Linked DNA regions of Mus musculus: regions 1 and 3 are each linked to region 2. A link is a contact called in public HiChIP or PLAC-seq and promoter capture Hi-C data. All regions are on one chromosome and are shown on one strand. The core of a region is the stretch at or near the end of the contact, and the rest is flanking DNA. Distances in the headings are between cores, read along the strand shown.

Region 1 (3,398 bases), core at 26-2,525, 390 kb before region 2:
ACTTTGTTTCCTGCCCTGGCCATGCCTATTTATATCCTATCTACAGAGGCAGCATCCAAGAGTGAATGTGGATAACAGCTCTTATCCCTCCTAGAAAGGGTACCCCAATTTTGTCCAGTGCCGACTTTTTACTCAGCGTGATTCCCAGCACTACTACAGGGCAAGGATAAGAAATCAAAACTCTTTTCAAGGGCTGTTTATCAAAGGTATTTCATGCCAGGCATGGTGGCACACACCTTTTAATCCCAGCACTCAGGAGGTAGAGGCAGGCGGATTTCTGAGTTCGAGGTCTACAAAGTGAGTTCCAGGACAGCCAGGGCTATACAGAGAAACCCTGTCTCGACCCCCCCCCCCCAAAAGAAAGGTATTTCAGCTTGGCACTGTAGCAAATAACCATATTACATAAAACAATGTGAATGTGAAGCATGGAATGGTTTGTTGCCCTAGTCTGGGTAAATCTGGGTCCCACTTTCTTACACAAGCCCCACCACGATAAACTGGGAAAATCGTGTGTGCAATACAGACACACTTACATGGGAATCTATATACCTACTCATGAGAAAGGGGAAAGACAGGCTCCATATCTAAGGAATCACCCTGCAACCCATCTAGGCGGGCCTGACCTGCTCTTCAGGAGTTCAGTTGGCTCCCGAGTGCCGCTGTGTCTGCACTGTCTCTAGCCAGAGAGAGCAAGACCACCCCGCTGCCCACGTCCCCTGCACCTGAGATCTGCACGGCTTGGAAGCGAGGCACACACGCCAGAAAGCCGGCGACACTCTCGCAGCCCTCGGGGAAGGTGACCAAGCGGCTGTCCAACACTCTCAGACTGGGGTTCACCAGCACCCGAAGTGGGAAGGGTTCCATCTGACGCAGTTCGCGCAGGCGCGGTGAGAAGGCTCGGAGGAGCTTGTCCGGGAACTCGAGCGCCAACACTTGCAGCGGCACCCCGAGCTGCGGCGCACTAAGGCCCACACAGCCACGCCGTCGCATTACCTGCACCATCCGCCCCACCAGCCGCTGCAGCTCCGGCCCCGCTAGCTGCTCGGGTTCCACCGGGGCCGCCACGACGCGCAGCACCGGGTCCCCGACCTGGCACACGTGCGCGTATGGCGGCTGCGGCGCGCCACATACAAGGCGCCTGAGGTACCGCCAGTAGGAGCGCGTGCGCGCCGGGCCCTCCAAGGCGGCCAAGGAGCTGCACCTCTGCGCCCGGCTCCCCGGAACCCACGCCGGCCGCGGCAGCCTGCCCAGCAGCAACATGGCGCGGGGAGACGCCGCGGCCCTTCCTTCCGCTAGCGCCAAAGACGCCGGGAAGCGTAGTTCCCGTGTAACTTCCGGACGCCCATCGTCGGGAACAGCAGGCGAGTGGCGACAGTTGTCGGTTTTATTAAAGCTGCAAATACCACAGGGCCCGCGCTATCCTGGGCAAAGCAACTGCACACACCTTCCCGCTGCAGAAGCGCGTACCCTCAGGGCTGCTCCCCAGGCTGCGGGCAGGGGACACTGCCTATGGCTCCTCCCTCACTCGGTGGCTCGGCTGGCAGCGGCTCCCCCTCCATGGGCTCCTGAGGCAGCGGCTCCCCTGGTTCCCTCTTCTCTGTTACAGGCTCCATGCTCCGCTGCTCCGCAGGGAGCTCTGGAGCTGGGGCCACGAGGTCCGGCCCCAGCTCCTGCTCATCTAAACAGAAAACTGTTTCTCTCTTAGGCAAAATAAAGGCGAGAGGTTCCTGGATGGCGCTGATGTTCACGTGTCCAAGGTTTCCGTGCTTAGAGAGCTGGGTGGGTGAAATGCCTGACCCAGATGGTAGGGAAAAAGAAATGAAAAAGAAAAAAAAAGTTATTAAATTCAATGCAGAGATCTCAGGGATGGTGTGGGGCAGGGGAGGGGACACTCAGAGAAAAGATTTAACACAATTACATATTTCAATACAACAAGAACATCTTTTTGGGTTTTTTGTTTTTTTGAGACCTGGCTATGCTGGAACTCTATAGACCAGGCTGGTCTCTTATCTCACAGAGATCGTCCTGCCTCTGCCTCCCAAATGCTGGTATTAAAGTTGTGCCAGGCTAAGGGCATCTCTGTAATACAAAAGGACAGTTAGTTATATTGGAGCCCCATTGTAAGGGTGGATGGAGCCTGAGCCAGGAGACACTCAGTAAATACTGGAGTCCAGGCACAGATCCCAGCTATTTGGGAGGCAGAGGCAGGAGGATCTCTGAGTTCAAGGCCAGTTGGGTATACCAAGTTAGTTCCAGGGTAGCCAGTGCTATATACTGAGATCCTGTCTAGTGTCAAACCAAAAACAAGGGCTACAGACATGGCTCAGTGGTTAAGTACTCTTCCAGAGGTCCTGAGTTCAATCCCCAACAACGTGGCTCACAACCATCTGTAATGGGATCTGACGCCCTCTTCTGACATACACGCAGGTGTGCATTCAGATAGAGCACTCACATAAAATCTTTAAAAAGACAAAACGAAAACAACAATGATAAAAGCCAGGCTGTGGTGAAGAACACCTTTAATCCCAGCACTCAGGAGATTTACAGAGTTCCAGGACAGCCAGAGTTTCACAGAGGAACCCCTGAAGAGAAATCCCATATCAAAAAACCAACCAAACAAACAAACAAATTTTTTAAAAAATCTTTCCTTTTATCCTAGCTCTTGGGAGGCAGAGGCAGGCAGATTTCTGAGTTCAAGGCCAGCCTGGTCTACAAAGTGAGTTCCAGGACAGCCAGGGCTACACAGAGAAACCCTGTCTCAAAAAAAAAACAAAAAAAAAAACACAACTTTCCTTTTTCTTACCTAAAGTCTGGGCTATCTGAGCTGGTGGGAAAAGGACTTGAAGACAGCGGTTCAAATAAGGAACAAGGTCTTCCAGGAAGGCAGTGCAGAACTGGACAAAGATCTCATGCTCCCCACTGCTGAACACAGCCTCTTCGGCTCGATGGAATGCCAGAATTGTTTTGGTTACCTACAGGACAATGTCAAAATCAACCACAGAGGCAGTCTACGCTGCTGACTATGTGGACAAGCACAAACTTGCAGCATAGAGAAAGTTCATTCACAACAGGGGTGGCAGGGGCTCCTTTAAGCCCAGTGCTTAGGGGCAGAGACAGGCAGAGCTTTGTGAGCTCCAGGCCAGCCTGGTCTATAGTCCAAGTTCCAGGACAACTGGGGATACAACCAAGACACACAAATCCTGTCTTGAAAAACAAAAAAAAGGTAAAAGAAAAAGGAAAAAGAAAATTCATTTCAAACAATGCATTTCATTGCTATCTTGTTGAAATTCAGCACTGTGGTCAGTAGACACAATTGTGTGATTTGACTGGTGGATTTATGACTCAATGCTTTGTGTTCTGGTAGATGGGGTGTGATGAAATAATTCAGGAGAGATGCT
Region 2 (3,279 bases), core at 647-3,146:
GGCTGTCCTGGAACTTGCTCTGTAGACCAGTGGTGGCCTTCAATTCACATAAATTCCCTTGCTTCTGCCTCCTGAGTGCTAGGACTGAAGGTATACACCACTGTCTGGCCAATTACACCTCTTCAGAGTAGGGTGAGTCCATGACTTGACTCATTCACTACGAACTGACTCCATGATGGAAGTACCACTGTGGCCATAAAACTCAGCACACAGACAGCACCACCTGCCAACATGAAAACAGAGACGGGGGGGGGGGGGGGGGGGCAGGTGAGATGGCTCAGCGGGTAAGAGCACTGACTGTTCTTCCGAAGGTCCTGAGTTCAAATTCTAGCAACCACATGGTGGCTCACAACCACCCATAATGGAATCTGGCGCCCTCTTCTGGTGTGTCTGAAGACAGCTACAGTGTACTTATAATAATAAATAAATAAAATCTTAAAGAAAGAAAGAGAGAAAGAAAGAAAACAGAGACATAATCCACCAAAGTCCCCAGTTCTGGGAAAGTCTCTAGATGCATTCATCTCGCCTTTTGGCTTCTGTAGTTCTGTTGCTGTTTCTGCTAACTGGAGCATGTCGACCCAGGACGCGAATTTTGCGCTTAAAACCTCGCCCCGAGAAAGGCTTGATACTACACAGGGATCCTGAACACCCAGTGTAGTCACAGGGTGGCTAATAAAGACTTTCTCTTGGTAGATACCCCACAGCAAAGACACCGGACACACAGGTGGTACACAGATACACTTCAAGAGAAACATCTATGTAATAAAATACAAATGAAAATGTAATATTTCAGTTAACAAAAACCCAACAAAAATCCAGGTAATCAGAACAATTAACTCGGTGGTGGATGCCAGCCTAGGTTACATAAAATCTTGCCCCACCTGTCTCCTCTCTCACCCCTAACCCTCCACCCCAATGGTATAAACTGGTAATCCTAACTACTCAGAAGCTAAGGCAATGGAATTAAAAGTTCTTGGCCAGTTGGAGCATTTAAAATAAGACCCTGTTCCAAATAAAAACCAGAAAGGAAGCAAAATGGCTGGGAACATAGGTCAGTTGGGACGCCCTGGACTAGTCACGTTCAACTGTCAATCTTGCAAAACCCAGAAAGTTTCTGTTGTCCAGGCTACGGTGAGGTATGTCTACAATGCCAGGAATCAGGTGGCCAAGGACAGCGCTGGGTTCCAGGTCAGCCAGGGTTACTTACATAGATTCCCTGTTTGTTAATTCATAATGTTCAGTTTACTCCGTAGGGGAGGGGAGCGGGGGGGGGGGGATGGGAGTTGGTTCCCCATGGGGAAGACACGTAGGGACTCCGGAAGTTTTGAAAGGGTGTCAGGTTGTCGTGTGTCATGTCCCATGCTCCACTCCCGTCCCTCTTTCCAGTTTTGCTTCTTGGAACAACAGATGCCTTACAAAGGCCAGGGCATTTATACTTCTAGAACTGAGAACAAGGCCTTACAGAGTTGGCACAAGCTAACGACATTACATGGGATGCTCAAGTTTGATCAGTATACATCTGTGGTACCAAAACATCCTTTGCAAATTTGGGGACATGCTTAGAGTTACACGGTTTATCTGACACTCAAGTTTGGAGGGGGGGAGCGTACTGTTTTTTATCCAGCAACTCCTTCAAGACTTGACTTAACTGATCGGATGGTCTTCTCCCACCTGTACCATGGCGGGAAAACAACTGTACTTGCTTCCAAAGGCATACATAAAGACCCCGGGGCCCGGTGAGCCCTTATTTTATACGTTTGCTCGGGCACAGCCCGGGTGATCCTTGCAATCCCGGCCCTGAGCGGGTCAAACGCTCGCCGCCCGGGTCCTAGGTGGTCCGCACCTGCGCGCCCCGGCCAGCCTCTTCCGGGTCAGGTGACCGCGCACGCCCACGTGACCCGGCCCGAGTGCGGGCGCTGGAAGGCGGAAGTGGAGCGGAGTTAGGCGCCGCTGGTGTGGCCGCGGCAGGTAGGTGGCGCGGGGGCACTGGGGGGCTCGGCAGCGAGCGGGCGGCGCGGGGCAGCCAGGGGGCGGCGGGCGGCGCGAGGGGCCGGGGGCGGCGCGGGGCGGGCGCCGGGGGGCGGCGGCTTCCTGTGGGAGGGGCCTGGCGCGCGGTTCCGGCCTCCGAGGAGGGATGTCCCGGCTCGCGCCCGGGCGGGGTGGGCGCGGGGCCCGGCGGGAGTCGCCCGCTGGTGGCGCTTCCGGAAGGAGACCCCCAGCCCCGGGTGCCTGCGGTGCGGAGGAGCCGTGTCTGTCTGGGAAGGGGGCCCGACCTCAGCCGGGGAAGACTCATTTGCTCCCTGGAAGGGGCTGCCTGGGAGTGGGCGTCTGGCTTGTAGGGACAGGGAGAAAAAAATCTGGACGATGCGGCCTGGACCCCATTCCAAGAGTCTTTTTTCCTTCCGTCCTCTTTAAAAAGGATGGCGATCCGGGACTTTGATACCGGTTCTGTTCAGTTCTTTAAACTTCAGGAGGGATCCCTGAGTCTTGATCGTCTGACTCTGGTCACACCCACTTTGCCCTGTTTGGGTAGGGTTTCCACTTGTTGGGAACCTTGCCCATCAGATCGTCTTTCTTTGAGATGCTCCCGGATCGGGTCATCTTGGAGGCCACCAAAAAAAAAAAAAAAAAAAAAAAAAAAAAGACGTGTAGGTGCTTTGCTGTGATCATAACAAGACTTTTAACCTACACTGTTGTTGGCGACCTGGGCCGGCGTTACCTCAGCAACGCATTGACTGCTGAAGTCATGGACAGTTGAAAGTCTGCCCATACCGATTTGAGACCTCTCAAGCTTAAATTATGCAGCTTCCTTTACCATGTGACTGCTTATCTTGACCAGCTGTGACTAGGTGGGGTGACTGAGAAGTTTCTCTTGTGTTCCTTAGAACTGTGACCTAGATCGTAGTTTTTGAGGTTAAAAATACCCATCTTAAGATTCTTCATCCTCTAGGCCTAGGCCTGAAGATGGCTCCAAGTTCCAAGCCAGCCTAAATAAACAAACAGGCCACCCTCTTTTCCCTTCACTTTTGCTAAGGTTTGCAGAAGTGAAGCAAAGTTTATGAATGCAACGAAGGTCAGGGTTCAAATGGGACATTGACAGGAGCCAGAATCACAGGTCGCTAGGGGGGAAAAAGCACTTTGCATTAATATATTAGGAGTTGAAGACTTGGGGGGTATATTATAAGCATTTAAAAGTTAATTTTTGTAGCAGTCTCGAGAAGTCATTCACACTTTATAGATAACAAGCTAAGAGAATTGACTTAAAATAAAAGATGTATT
Region 3 (3,382 bases), core at 275-2,774, 300 kb before region 2:
CAATAATAAAGCTCTCTTATGATTTATTTATTTTTTTATGCACTGGTGTTTTTCCTCCGTGTGTCTGTGTGAGGGTATCAGGTCCCCTGGAATGGGAGTTACAGACGGTTGTAAACTGCCATGTGGGTGCTGGGAATTGAACCTGGGGCCTCTGGAAGAACAGTCAGTGTTCTTAACCACTGAGCCATCTCTCCTGCCCTCCAAATAAGGTTTCCTCAAGTATTGATTCGCACTTCGTGTTTATAAAGACAAAGCTCTTGATTTTTCTCCTTCTACTAAATAAGACATTTCAAGCCTGTGATTACATTTCCCCGAATGCTCTCCGCTGTGCTTCCCTGTTGGATAATACCTTCGCTTGCTAGCAACTGTCTGAATAGTCAAAATAAGATACAAATGTTTAAAAATCTTGTTACAAATATTTATTCATACTTGGGACATTCCTGTAAAACTACACAGTCATCATGGACCGTATTTTAGTGGACAAAAAAGTTAGAGCTACTTAAAATTTGTCCATTCTAAAACATTTTATCATGTCTGTGATCCCTAGTACTTTAGACCAATAATTAAATTAATATCTATCACTAACACATTTCATGTAAGCTTCTAAAAAGTAAAGACAATCAGGTGATTTCATTAATGAAAAACTAAAACCAAAAACCCTTCAGCCTCAAAAGAAAAATTGTACTTTTATATTTCTTTTCTTTGATATTTTTTTGTAGTGAGACAGGGTCTCACTATGTTACCCTAACTTCAATGGAACTCACTGTATAGACCAGGCTGGCCTTGAATTCTCAGAGTTGTGCAGTGCCACTGGAGGCCCACTTTTATATTTCTTTTTTCTGCTCTCCCCTCCCCTCCCCCCTCCCCTCCCCCTCCCCTCCTCCTTCTTCTCTCTCTCTCTCTCTCTCTCTCTCTCTCTCTCTCTCTCTCTCTCTCTCCCTCTTCTCCCCATCCCTCTCTCCCCAGGGTTTCTCTGTGCATCCCCGGTTGTCCTGGAATTCACTCTGTAGACCATGCTGGACTTGAACTCAAAGATCGGCCTGCCTCTCTCTGCCTCCTGAGAGCTAGGGCACCGTGTGTGCCACCATGGCCTTGCTCTTTGCTCCTAAAAACATCCAATGTCTTTGATAATTTTGATATCAATGTAATGCTTCTATGCTATGACTGTGTTAGAACTTCAATAGCGACTGTGTTGTGGGAACTTCAGCAGTGAGCATAGAGAGCTAAAATGTTGCAGGTCCAAACCCAGAGTTATCTTGGACTAGCTTAGTCTTTTAAATAGCCAACCAATCGCCTTCCTGTTTATGAGATTTAATACTCTTATGATCAAAACTCAGAAACAACTTAGAAGGATCGTCCGTAAGGAAATCTGTGGCACCCGGTGAGGGCTTGCCTGTCTTTGCTTTCAGACACCACCTTCTCTATCATAAAATCCTCAGACTTTGTAGGTCCCTGCTCCTCTTTGGCTTGCCCCAGCGTTGACTCTTCTATTTATACTCGAGAGGCTTAGAACTGCTGAGTCATAGCCCTTACAGCCTTTGCCCGCCCTCAAGGACTCTATTGCAGCCTTCTGCCAACAGCCTTGGGCTTTGTTCTACAGATGGGGCTCTCTCTCCTTTCTCTCTGTTCTCTCTCTCTCTTCCCCCTCCCTCTTCCTTCATTAAGTTACTCCCTCTCACCCCCCCTCCCCTCCCCCTCCCCCCTCCTGCCCTCCTCCTTTCTCCTCACAAAAGGGGAGGCATATCAAGTTGAAGGAAGACTAGGCACATCTTTTTCTATTGAGGCTAGACAAAGCCGCCCAGTTGGAGGGAAAGGGATCCAAAGGTAGACGAAGTAGTCAGAGACAGCTGCTCCTCACACTTTAGGAGTCCCACACGAAGAACCAGCGTCACAACCGTTACATACAGGTAGAAGGTCTGGGTCCATTCCACGCATGCTCCCTGGTTGGCAGTTCAGTCTCTATGGGCTCAGGTTAGTTGATTCTGTAGGTTTTCTCCTAGAGCCCTGGACCCCTCTGGCTCCTTCAATCCCCACCACCCCTTCCATAGGATTCCCCAAGCCCCGCTCAATGTTTGGCTGTGCATCTCTGCATCAGTTTCTATCCATTGCTGGGCGAAGTCTCTCTGATGACGGTTATGCTAGGCGCCTGTCTACAAGTGTAGTAGAATATCATTAATAGTGTGTCGGGGATGGGGGTGGGGGTTGGGGGCCCCTCCCTCTCCTGGCACAGGTCTCAAACTGGACCAGATGTTGGTTAGCCTACCCTCCACCCAGGGTTCTGTCCCCTCTTTTGTGGCTTCTAGTTTGGAACTCTGTTCCTCCTCCCTTCCCCCTGATAAAGCCCTTCGTTTTCGGAGAACCCTGTTCCCTGTGCTGTGATTTCAGAACTGGGTTGGGTGTTCCTCCGGGCTTGGAACTTACTCTCTTGTCTCGATCCACTGATTTCCTAAGATGCTAGGATCTCAGCTGTGAGTTTGGGCACAAAGACATGTCTACATTCTCTCTCTTTTTCCAGACCCATTTGCTTTACTAAACATTTCCTCCCCAGTGGTTGGTGTTCCTGCTGCTTACACAGTTCTTCTTCCTCTTCCCTGTGACCTGCCTTTCTCTGGCTGAGATAGAACGTTCTTCTCCCCACCTTGACGCTCCCTTCTGGCTACGTGGGCTTTGTTTGTTTGTTTGTTTGTTTGTTTGTTTGTTTTGTCTGCCTTTGCTGAGTGTTCTGAGCCCAGTCTGATGTCATTAGGCTCAACAGTAAGTTCCCAAGGAGGTTGGTAAATGTAACTGTTGGTAAATGTAAATGCTACTATGTCTCATAATATTAAAAATAAAATAAAGGACAAGGAAAAGCAAGGAAGAAAAGAGACAGTTAGAAGGCTATAGGAATGAAAGCATCTTTAGTGGGAGATAGAGAGATGGCTCAGTGGCTGAATGAGCTTACTCAGGACCTGAGGTTGGGTCCCAGCACCTATGCTGGGTGGCTCACAACCGCTTGTGACTCTGGTTTGAGGGGCTCTGACACCTTCATCTGGTCTCCAGTGACACCCACACACATGTTCACATCCTCACACATCCATGTTAATAAAAAAATCCTTAAAAGAGATGTTTTTAATAAAGGAGGAGTTCTGTATGAGACTTTGTCCAAAGCTAAGGTGGCTGGGTGTTTCCAGAATAGAAAAAAAAAGTTAAGGAAGCTTGAACAAGGAACCAAAGTCCTAAATTACATGAGGTATGTAAAAGATAAGACCACAGGACATATGTATAATAATTAAGGGTTATTAAGAATATCTAAGGTCAAAGTTCAACTTAAATCAATAGAATTCCCTTGTTATTGATTTTTTTCTTTAGTAGCATTTGTGAGTACCATCTTAAAAAGTAAGAA

The links. Promoter capture Hi-C pulls out the DNA fragments that hold promoters and counts their contacts. HiChIP or PLAC-seq counts read pairs in DNA pulled down with a chosen protein or histone mark.
Region 1: a promoter capture Hi-C map of liver shows a contact between it and region 2, with 3 times the contacts expected there. The contact joins the promoter of Pdf here to the promoter of Wwp2 in region 2. A contact is called at or near these places in 23 of 39 promoter capture datasets (the 3T3-L1 cell line, 3T3-L1-derived adipocytes, the C10 cell line and 14 more), 1 of 15 datasets of contacts at CTCF or cohesin (embryonic stem cells), 5 of 484 Hi-C or Micro-C datasets (CD4 T cells, Th17 cells, embryonic stem cells and 2 more), 20 of 115 datasets of contacts at active chromatin or transcription factors (the 230-238 cell line, the NIH/3T3 cell line, astrocytes and 11 more) and 5 of 9 other capture datasets (adipose tissue, embryonic stem cells, liver and 2 more).
Region 3: a contact with region 2 is called in an H3K4me3 HiChIP or PLAC-seq map of embryonic stem cells, with 24 read pairs. The contact joins the enhancer-like site here to the promoter of Wwp2 in region 2. A contact is called at or near these places in 7 of 39 promoter capture datasets (the C10 cell line, cranial neural crest, frontonasal cranial neural crest and 4 more), 3 of 484 Hi-C or Micro-C datasets (CD4 T cells, germline stem cells and neutrophils), 9 of 115 datasets of contacts at active chromatin or transcription factors (bone marrow-derived macrophages, embryonic limb bud, embryonic midbrain and 4 more) and 2 of 9 other capture datasets (adipose tissue and liver).

What each region holds. Positions count from the first base shown.
Region 1 is chr8:107,047,339-107,050,736 of GRCm38.p6, forward strand. It overlaps Pdf (peptide deformylase (mitochondrial)), which reads right to left and starts at 1,276. Exons shown (of 2, transcript NM_026513.2): 1 at 723-1,276. The coding sequence starts at 1,260. Cog8 (component of oligomeric golgi complex 8) reads right to left here. Exons shown (of 5, transcript NM_139229.4): 4 at 2,804-2,972; 5 at 1,371-1,792. The coding sequence ends at 1,470.
Region 2 is chr8:107,434,474-107,437,752 of GRCm38.p6, forward strand. It overlaps Wwp2 (WW domain containing E3 ubiquitin protein ligase 2), which reads left to right and starts at 1,897. Exons shown (of 24, transcript NM_025830.4): 1 at 1,897-1,968.
Region 3 is chr8:107,138,422-107,141,803 of GRCm38.p6, forward strand. No RefSeq gene overlaps it. Among named protein-coding and RNA genes, the nearest start is that of Cyb5b, 11 kb to the right of the region's middle. Within about 2 kb of position 1,525, at least 158 of the 459 cell types and tissues checked have an H3K27ac peak or open chromatin away from gene starts, as enhancers often do. A contact at or near this core is called in adipose tissue, bone marrow-derived macrophages, embryonic stem cells and 5 more, where this site is marked.